Regions from separate parts of the Mus musculus genome. Here region 1 is linked to region 2. A link is a contact called in public HiChIP or PLAC-seq data. All regions are on one chromosome and are shown on one strand. Each heading gives the region's core, a stretch centred on a gene start, on an enhancer-like site or on the middle of the called end of the contact. The rest is flanking DNA. Distances are from core to core; before and after follow the strand shown.

Region 1 (5,048 bases), core at 183-2,682, 54 kb before region 2:
TACAGAAGTTCACATTGCCCTGATATTTTAAAAATAGTCACATTGGCATTTTTCCAAAATAAATTTGTATATAACTCACTTAAAACCAAATACTATTAACATTCTTAAAGCATATAGCATTTTTACTTTTAATTCTTTGTATATGGGTGTGATTGGGTCAGGTCTCCTGGAGCTGGAGTTATAGGCAGCTTGGGTCTTGAGGAAGAGCAGTACAGCATCTTAATGTCTGAGATGTCTCCCTCTCCTCTCTTGCTCTATTGCTGACATTCTTATGTATGAGTAAACAAATGGGAGAAAAGGAATTCAAATTGGCTTCCATAATAGGGATTCATTATCAGAGGTAAGAATCTAGAGGTAGCCTTCTCAAGGGTGGCTAATTGCACTACACTTTATCTAGACTGCCTTTGACATTTGACTTTCCCTGTTTGGTTCTAAGTACTTACTGAGACTCCTAAGTCCTCTCTCAACAGTGCCCAGAAAATAGACTTCCCATCCCCTCCCACCCCACCCCTCTCTTTGTCTCTGTCTCTCCCTCTCTTCCTCTTCCTCCCTGTTCATCCCCACTCCACCCCCCCCCCCCCGAATCTTTTATATAAGAGGAAAATGTCAGCATGCCCCTTTGCCCAGGCAGGCGTCTGTTTCGGTCTCATTGGCAGAGTCTGAGTTGACAGGCTTATACTGAAAGATTGTTCTGGGAGCATCCTGTTCTTTCAGAGCACATTACCACTCTAGACTGAACAGAAATTGGAGCTCTGTTAATAGTGAAAGGCTTTGTAGGAGCAACTAAGAGATTCTGCCAAATAACATCCATATGTATTTAAAGCCTTTTAAGCCGGGCATCCTAGCTGCTCGGAAGGCTGAGGTAGGAGGGTATTTAGAGGCCACCCTGGACAATGCAGCAAGCCTCTGTCCCTCCACCTCAAATGAAGATGTGCTTTTAAGTTGAATATTATTTCTATCTCTTGTTGTGTCAGATACCAAAGAGTTAAATACTGTTTGCAGAGATAGGGTGACTGGAATATTAGAGATGGGAGAAGGAAATATGCATGTATTTTATTGATAAACAATTTGAAATAATTGAAAAACAGTCAATGGTTAAAGCTGTTGAAATGCATGCATTTGATGCTAGTTTTAAGTTGTCAGAGATTTAGAAAAAAAAGTTTACCATTTGCTTTGCTCTTGTGTGCTTTGCTCTTCAGGCTAGGCTTCCAGACTTCCCTAGAAATTACTCTTCTTTGCCGTCGGAGCTTCATGGTGTGGTTGAAAAGGGTGACCCTGTACTAGTTATCGAATTCCATAGTCCCTGCTCCAAACACTATTCTGTGTTTCCCAGGAGATACAGGCTTGTGAGCATCATTCTAGACAAATATAAATCAACCAGTCTGGAAAAGACCCAGTCCACAATAGCCAGACCTTAATGCCCTGCCACCAGGTGGTGGCAGAGTGTCAAAAACCATGCATGCCATTAAAAACCCTCATTTCAGTTTGTTTGCAATATTTGCCCCAAAAGGCCATCAGTATTTTATAAATTTTAGTATTTACATTCTAGTAGCAACTCCAGCTGCTCTGTATTTTATAGCCATTTCATAAAAATTAACCCTGTCAGCTGCATTTGTGTTTAAAGTGAGCTTTTGACTCAGGGCATGCATGGTTCAGACTTAATGATTTCACTTGATCACATTCAGATACAGAGTCTATCAGTTCCCTAGTATTTATATTGATTTATAACCATGACTTGCCTACATTATAATTTTTTTCTAACCAACTTAATTTTAGACTAGATATAAAACAGTCTCAACTTTGAAATTTGCTGATTTTCATATTTTCAAGGCTATACATTTACATGTTGACTAACCTTTAACACTTCAAGATACTTCAGTGGTAGTCTCACTGGCATCATTGCCTGTCATCTAGTAGCACCCAAACCAAATTTAAATCTTAACAAACAAATGAAGAAAAGTACAACACACTTCCTAGGACAATGGGGCAGCATACACTTTGAGGATGCCCATTGTAAAAACGTCAGTTTGTGTCTGTCTAGCTAATTGATGATGACCAATAGCCGCTTGATTTTTATCAATAATTTTTAGTTCATGTAATAAGGAAACCAATAAAGGACTAAAAATATAGTTGAGTGGAGATACCAGCAATTGACAGTGGCCTGTCGCTGCTTGCAGTATCATCACTAAGCTTTTCTTTCTTAGTAAGTAAGATTTGTGCCTGTCAGAAAACTGAACAAATACAATGTTGCTGTAGTTGAACATTGGTGTTGCTAGGAATAGACAAGAGAGTAAGGCTGTGTGGAGAAGCCTAAATGGAACGCATGTGAGGGTTGGATGTGAACACTGTCTCCACAGAATTATCAGCAGATCTCTGTACACACCTGCGATGTGCATGACCACTCACAGACAGCATGAGCAATACATAATACATAAGTATTTAACAATGAAAAACACGTATGGGTTGAGGGTATAGCTAGCTTTAGATTGCATATTTAGCATACTTAAGGGTCTAGGTTCAATTCTCAGCACTACAAGGAAAAAACTTGATTCATAAAAATGTGAAGATTTATTAAATATCAATAACTGAAATCAGTCCAAGGGGTTGGGTGGCTCAGGGTATAAGGCACTTGCCATCTATTCATAAGGACCTGAGTTCAAATCTCCAGAACACATGAAAAACTGGATGAGATAGCACATAACTGTGATCCCCAAATACCCACAGCACTGATAGGCAGAGGCTGTCCCTGGAAGCTCCTGGACATCTGCCCAGCAGATGCAGAAGTAAACAAAGAGGCCCTGTCTCCAGGTGGAAGGTGGTAAGTGCTACAGCATAGATGATCCTTGAGACATTCTAAGTAAAATAAGCCACTCCCAGACTCTCTAACATACCCAGGGTCATAGGATCAGAGATGCCCTGAGCAGAACTTGGGCGCTAACTCACACAGTCAGTCCCAGAACACCCAGAAGAAGCTCCACTCCCAGGGGCTCTAACACACCCAGGACCACAGGATCACAGGTTCCTAGGATCCCAGGAGCTTGGTCACACCAGGGCCTAACAGAAACAGAAACTAAACAGAGACACCGTGAAACTAACAGAAGTTTTGAACAAATGGATCTAACAGATGTTTATAGAACATTTCCTCCTAAAGCAAAAGAATATACCTTCTTCTCAGAACCTCATGGTACGTTCTCCAAAATTGACCATATAATTGGTCATAAAACAGGCCTCAACAGATACAAGAAGATTGAAATAATCCCATGCACCCTGTCAGATCACCATGGGCTAAGGCTGGTCTTAAATACCAACAAAAACAACGGAAAGCACACATACACATGGAAGCTGAAAATCCCTCTGCTCAATAATAACTTGGTCAAGGAAGAAGTAAAGAAAGAAATTAAAGGCTTTTTAGAATTTAATGAAAATGAAGACACATCATACCCAAACTTATAGGACACAAAGCAGTGGTAAGAGGAAAACTCATCGCTCTAAGTGCCTCCAAAAAGAAACTGAAGAGAGCTTACACTAACAACTTGACAGCACACCTGAAAGCTCTAGAACAAAAAGAAGCAAATTCACCCTAGAGGAGTAGAAGGCAGAAAATAATCATACTCAGAGCTGAAATCAACCAAGTGGAAACAAAAAGAACTATACAAAGAATCAACCAAACCAGGAGCTGGTTCTTTGAGAAAATCAGTAAGATAGATAAACCCTTAGCCAGACTAACAAGAAGGCACAGAGGCAGTATCCAAATTAACGAAATCAGAAAAGAAAAGGGACACATAACAATGATATATATCTTAAAATAAGTAATCTATTTGTTAGATATTTATAGCTGAAAATATTAAAATCATGTTCTGCAAACATCATGGAAATATTATTGGTAATTTTTTCTCACTGTGCTTGAAATTTTCTTAATGTTTAACTTCAAAGAGTTTTTGCTATTTTGAAATTTTCTTAATGTTTAACTTCAAAGAGTTTTTGCTATTTTGAAATTTTTAAAATATACTTACTGATAAAATAATTTCTCTCTTAGAAACACTGGTAATCTTTTTAAAGTAAATTTATTGTTAGACAATGTACACAGATATATAATGCATTTTAAATACTCTTACTATGTCAGGTGGTATCATATAAGGGCTTTTGAATATATTTCTTTTTTTTAATTTTTTTAAAATTTTTTTATTTTTTTGAGACAGGGTTTCTCTATGTAGCCCTGGCTGTCCTGGAACTCACTCTGTAGACCAGGCTGGCCTCGAACTCAGAAATCCACCTGTCTCTGCCTCCCAAGTGCTGGGATTAAAGATGTGTACCACCACTGCCCGGCTTGAATATATTTCTTAATGATTCATTTTTAATATTTTATGTTCTTTTACTATGTTTAATTCCCAAAGAATATTTTGTATGTTTTGAAACAACTTAGTATTCAACATTAGATATAGGAGCCTCAGTTATGGATAATATTAAATATTCACTAATGATATTTTTAGGGTGTGAAAGGATATGAATATAAAGGTTGAACAAATTTTTATGTATTATTTGATTCTCAAAATACTCAATATGATTAATATGTTTGATGTATAACATGCACTTAAATAATAAAAAAATTAAGAAAAAAGAATATTATTCACTGATGAAAAGAAATTAGTTGTCATAAACCATAGGACAGTTTGGAATTCAGAGGGATTTCAGTGCATATTGCTAAGTAAAAGAAGCCAGGCTAGGGGGAAGAAGGAGGAATGACTAAATAGAGCAAGGAGAATTTTGACCAGTGAAACTATTCTATGTGAGACTGGAATGGTGGGTGTGTTTCCTAAAACCCCCAGAGTGCACAACAGCAGTGTTGGATCCTAATGTGCCCTGGACTTCAGTGATAGTCATGTCAGTGTAGGCTCATAAATTGTGAGAAATGCACCGTTTCACGTAAGATTTTGGTAGTGAGGAGGCTGTGGATATGTAGGCTTAGAATGTGTGAGAAAACTCACTGTGAACCTAAAACTACTCTGAAAAACAAAGCTGTTTTTAAAATAACATAGACACATTAGACT
Region 2 (5,333 bases), core at 1,948-4,447:
GTATGTCTGAAGAGAGCTACAATGTACTCATATAAATAAAACAAATATTTAATAAATAGATAAATAGATAGATAGATAGATAGATAGATAGATAGATAGATAGATAGATAGATAGATAAATGTTGCTTAGAAAGACAGAGTTGACAGTAATAATCAGAATGGAGACAGGTGATTGTAGACCCACTCAGCAAAATCCAGACCAAGCCAAAGCCCAGCTAAAACAGTTATGTTTCCTGTCGATGCTCGTAATTAACTTTTGCTTCACCTTCTTGGTCATAAAAATTGGAAAGCAAGCCCCAGACTCGAGCCTGGCTGGGGATTCAATGCCATATGAGGAGTCTTTTTCTTTTTTTTTTCCTTCCTTCCTTCCTTCCTTCCTTCCTTCCTTCCTTCCTTCCTCTCCCTCTCCTCCCTCTCCCTCTCCCTCTCCCTCTCACTCCCTCTCTCTCTTCCTCTCTCCCTCCCTCCCCCTCCCCCTCTCCCTCCCTCTCTCCCTCTTCCCCTCCCTCTCCCCCCTCTCCCCTTCCCCCCTCCCGCTCCCTCTCTCCCTCCTTCCTTCCTTGTTTGCTTACTTTCAGTTGGAGGATTATAATCTGTAAAGTTAAATGCTAATTTTTTTTCTAGAAAACAGTCTTTGTAACTCTTGACCTGGTCCTAGAGAAATACAGCAGCTTACATGTACAGACTTCTATAAAGAATTGTCAGTTATGTTGCTCAGGAGGGGGATTTTCCTTAGTCAGATGCCTCAAGGTCGTTTGTGATGTCACAGTGCCCCTTGTGTTCAGAAACTCGCCCTGACTGCATGGCCTGTGGTTGGATCCCCTTTCTCACTGTTCAGGTGTGGCCCTGCTCACTGCTGGAGGAAAGCAGAGATGCCTGGACTTGTTCTCAAGTCAGCTCTCAAGAGGGCACTTGATGCTCATCAGAGGCAGCTAAAGGGCTTATTTAAGGACAATGGGGAGGGGCTGAAGAAAGGACTCCATTGGCCTGAGCACTCTGTGCTCTTGTTGAGGCCCCATGTGTGGTTCCCAGCTCCTGAATGGCACCTGAAACCATCTGAAACTCCTGAGGACCCAGTGCTCTCTTGACCTTTCTGGGCACTGCATGCATGTGGCACACATGTGGGTATGCAGGACATCACCTATACACATAAAGTTTTTAAAAATGTATCTTAGAAACAAAGACAGGGAGAGGCCTCAGTCCACATAGTCTTCTTCATTGCGACAAATGCCATGACTGAAAAAGAAAATGTAAAGTCTCTCAAGGGAAGTCAAAGCAGGAACTGAGGCAGAACCCAGAGAAAAAGGGAGGCTCTTGCTCGTGCTCAGCCAGCTTTCTTATATAACCCATCAACACCTACCTAGGGATGGTATCGCCCATAGTGGCTTGGACCCTCCCACATCAATCATAAATCAAGACAGTGCCCCATCGACATGCCACAGGCCAGTCTGATGGAGGCAGTGCTTCCAGACACCTACCCAGGTGGGCCAGGTTGACAAGATCATTCTCATCAAAACACTGGTCCCTGACCAGAAGGGATGAGCCCCTTGCTGTTTGAAACCCGAGGCTAGATGAGGAAAGAGGGAAAGTGGGGATGCTAAGAGCTGAAGGTGAGCTGCTGTGCACTGCTGGTCAGAAGGCAAGGTACTTCCCCACGCCCCAGACAAACGCTACAAGGCATTGGCGCCGGGGCTGGGAACTGCAGAGTGTGTTGATGGCAAGGATTCGAATGACACAGAATTGGTCCCAAAGCATCTAAGAGCTGCTAGACCCCAGGGGACATCTCTGTAGCAGGTGACTCTGTGAGCAGACAGAGGATCATACACCACCACGTTCCTTGATATCATCGTGTGAGTCCCCAGAGCTGTACCATACCATGGGAAAAACAAAGGGGAGACCCTCAAAAATCTCTGAAATTCAAAAATAAAAAAAGCTGTGCTTAAGTCTCCCGATCTGGGACTTAAAATGGAAAATAAGTTGACGTAGAAAATTAGCTTATGTTCTTTGACAGAAGTGACTTTGTAGACTGATGATAAGGGGACTGTTTTGTGTGAAATATAGAAATAAAGTTCCAATCTCCATGACCAGGCCACTGTGCACACTGTGGGATGCAGATGGTGTGGTGAGGTTTTGCCATACCAGAGCTCCGGAATGAAAAGCTGAAGAAATGATTCTAAGTGCAAAGGGCAGAGTCACCTGAACAATCTCCCGAGGTGGCAGCTGAAGCTGGTAGAAGATAGGATTTGCTTTTTATTTTTATTTTGTTTTTGTTTTTTAAAGATTGCTTTGTTTCTGGTGCAAAACATGGCAGCCAGGGCCTGGTTCGTGGTAGGGAAGACCCCCACTGGTAGCCCACTGACCCGGTTTGTTGATGATGGTGGGCTCATTTTTAACACTATTTTATTTCTTTTTTATTATGTGTACATGGGTAGGAGGTACATGAACACAGGAGCCCCGAGATGATGTCCTGGGGCTGAAGTTAAAGCTGGTTGTGAGCCACCCAGCATAGGTGCTGGGAACCGAACTCTGATCTTCTTGTAAGAGCAGAGGCCCTCTGAAAGGAGGAACCACTTCCCTAGTGTGTTTGCTGCTTTGGTCTTTGGAGATGGGCTCTTGTTATGTATTCCCAGCTGGATACTTGCTCTGTAGCCCAGGCTGGCCTGGTACCTACAGCAATCCTGCCTCCTTCCAGCTCTGGGGTACAGAGATTACAAGTCTGCACCGCCATGAGATTATGAGTCACCTATATGGTTGCAGTTGTAAAGACCCTGCTGAAAGTGGGATCCACAAAGGCAGCTCACCCAATGCATGGGCTGTGGCTCGGAGCTTCGGTGGCAGCAAAAGTTGTCCCCATGGACTTTTCCTTGGGAAGCCACAGGTGGCAAGTGAGCAAGTGTCACCAGCCAGAGGGTGAACCTGTCCCCCTCGGTCCTTCAAGGTCTGCATCGTGCACCTGTCCCAGATCTAGTCACCCAGGGCCAAGAGGGCAAAACTCCATACTGGGAGGAGAGAGGAGAGTCGTAGGGTACAGAGACAGCCTGTGGGAGACGAGATTCACAGAGAGACCAGCATGAGAAGGAGATGGGGAAGAACCCAGACGTGTTGGGGGAAAACACAAGCAGGTGAAGGAGAGGAAGAGGAGAAAGCATTAGCAGCACTTGGGGATTTCTGGTGCCAGCGGAAGTAAAACCCACAGAAGCAGAATGAGGAACTCGGGCTTCAGAAGTGTCCTCTTCAATCGCCCTGCCCCTGCCCCTGCCCCTGCCCCGAGAAGCAGCCATACTCAGGGAAAGGGTAAAAGGAAACGTCCAGTTTGAACAGTCACTCTGTTTTTGAGGCAAGATGCAATGCTCTGCTTAATAGAACATTGTCTAGGTTGGATTGGGAAGAGAAATGTTCTAGTCAGGAGTGCGGTGCTTTGGCGTTCACAGGGGGCCTGAGCCTTCCACTCAACTTGAGCTCATACTTGAAACAGAGTGGGCGGGGTTAAAAACCTTTTGTGTCATGTTCATGGGGAAAGGGAGCAAAGCAATATTAGAACTGAGTCTTCTAAGAAGTTAGTTTATCAAGAACTTAATTCATGTTCAAGGTGAGTCATAAAAATAAAGGGCACATCTCTACCTGCCACTGGCAGCTTGCAGACTGATGGCAGAACATGAGAAAGTCACTGTCAAGTTGCCAGCTGCTATTTAAAAGATAGTTACTAAGAGCTAACGTAATGTTGTGAGCTGTGCCCCGTTTGCAAAACCAGGCATAGATCACCACCATGTTAAAATAGGTACATTGAACCAGCTTGAGAACTGTCATCAGCCAAGACTTGATGCTTTTTTAAATGTCTTAAATTATGGTGATACATGCATAATGTAAAATGTGTCACCTTGACTCTCCTATAGGGTACAGCTCAGTGGCATCAGGTATATTCACTGGCACCATCCAATCTTCAGGAACATTCTCATCTTCTCCAGATGAAACTCGGGTGCTCATTAAAAATAGCTCGCAGGGCCTGGCATGGCGGCTTAGCAGTTAATAGCACTTGCTGCTCTTCCAGAGGACAGTGATTCAAGTTCCTGCCACCCATATGGTAGTTCACCACTACCTTAACATTCTTAACTCCAGTTCCATTAGCTCCAGTGCCCTCTTCTGACATCTCTGGGCACCAGACACACATGTAGTACTAATACATACAGTAAGCAAAACCCTCACGCACATAAAATAATAAAACAAAATATAAACATTCAATTAAGAAAAGCTAGTCCTTAGCTTTCTGCAGCTGCTGGCAATGACCTTTCTACTTTATTTTTGAATTAACTAAGTTCCTTCCATATTAAATGGCGTCATGCAATGTTTGTTCTTTGGAACTGGTTAATTTAGCATACAGATCATCTATGCTGTAAGAACATGTCAACGTTTCCATTTTAAGGCAGAACAAGACTGTACTTTTTGAGGGAAATGTGGGGTATACAAATCTCTCTTTTGAAAATTATCCATCTCACACTTGCCCCTCCCTAGACTTTGTGGCATGGCGGGTGGAGAGACTGAAGAAGCTGAGGCGGTGTTTTGCAGACACAACAGGGCAGTGCACGTACCTTCTCACAGTGTTGTGGCAGCATGCACCAGACTGCCCAAACTCAAGCCAGACAAGATTCCAATACAGAGAGGTGAGGTGGGCACAGGTCCCATTCCCACTTGAGGAGCTATTGGCAATTGGAGGCTGCTGGAAGGGAGGGAGGGGGTAGGGAGGGAGGGAAGGGTGAAGGCCTTGGTAGGTTATGCTCCAGTGGATGAGTGCACCCCTGGAGTATGTGGGTTGCATACATTGGAGTTGATGAGGTTTTTTTTGTTTTTTGTTTTTAAAGGAGGATACAAGGAGGTTGGGTAGGTAGGGCTGGGTGGGGGAGAATCTGAGAGGAGTTGGAAGAATGAATAGGATTCAAATATATTGTATGAAATTGTCAAAGAATTAATTAAAAGTTTATGTCTCTGTGTGCTGGTTCGTACCTTATCAAAGCTCTCAGGTGATTTCTGTGAGTTCAAGGTCAACCCGATCAATAGTGTGAGACTCTATCTTAAAAAAAAAAAGTATTTTTAAAACTCAAAACCTATGTATTTGTGTTGTGTTTTAAGTTGTTGGATCAGTGAACAGGTATATTTGAATTCATGAACTTGCAGAGGAGGTTGGAGGCAGCCTCCAGGTTATGGTCACACCGGGCCCTCTTTACGCTCTCCCTTGGGCCGTTTTCCTGGTTTTCATTTTTGTTTTATTGTTGTTTGAGATGAAACTTCAAGGTATTGCCCAAGCTAGTTCTGGGCTCCCTGAGCTCAGCCATCTCTCT

Evidence for each region. HiChIP or PLAC-seq counts read pairs in DNA pulled down with a chosen protein or histone mark.
Region 1: a contact with region 2 is called in a CTCF HiChIP or PLAC-seq map of pro-B cells, with 10 times the contacts expected there. The contact joins two enhancer-like sites. A contact is called at or near these places in 2 of 15 datasets of contacts at CTCF or cohesin (CD8 T cells and pro-B cells), 21 of 484 Hi-C or Micro-C datasets (B cells, the C10 cell line, CD4 T cells and 17 more), 3 of 115 datasets of contacts at active chromatin or transcription factors (CD8 T cells, bone marrow-derived macrophages and embryonic stem cells) and 1 of 9 other capture datasets (embryonic stem cells).

Annotation. Positions count from the first base shown.
Region 1 is chr3:84,120,040-84,125,087 of GRCm38.p6, reverse strand. The region is part of intron 4 of Mnd1 (meiotic nuclear divisions 1); the gene reads left to right. Among named protein-coding and RNA genes, the nearest start is that of Mnd1, 33 kb to the left of the region's middle. Within about 2 kb of position 1,432, at least 9 of the 459 cell types and tissues checked have an H3K27ac peak or open chromatin away from gene starts, as enhancers often do. A contact at or near this core is called in pro-B cells, where this site is marked.
Region 2 is chr3:84,067,370-84,072,702 of GRCm38.p6, reverse strand. No RefSeq gene overlaps it. Among named protein-coding and RNA genes, the nearest start is that of Gm30458, 8.4 kb to the right of the region's middle. Within about 2 kb of position 3,197, at least 78 of the 459 cell types and tissues checked have an H3K27ac peak or open chromatin away from gene starts, as enhancers often do. A contact at or near this core is called in pro-B cells, where this site is marked.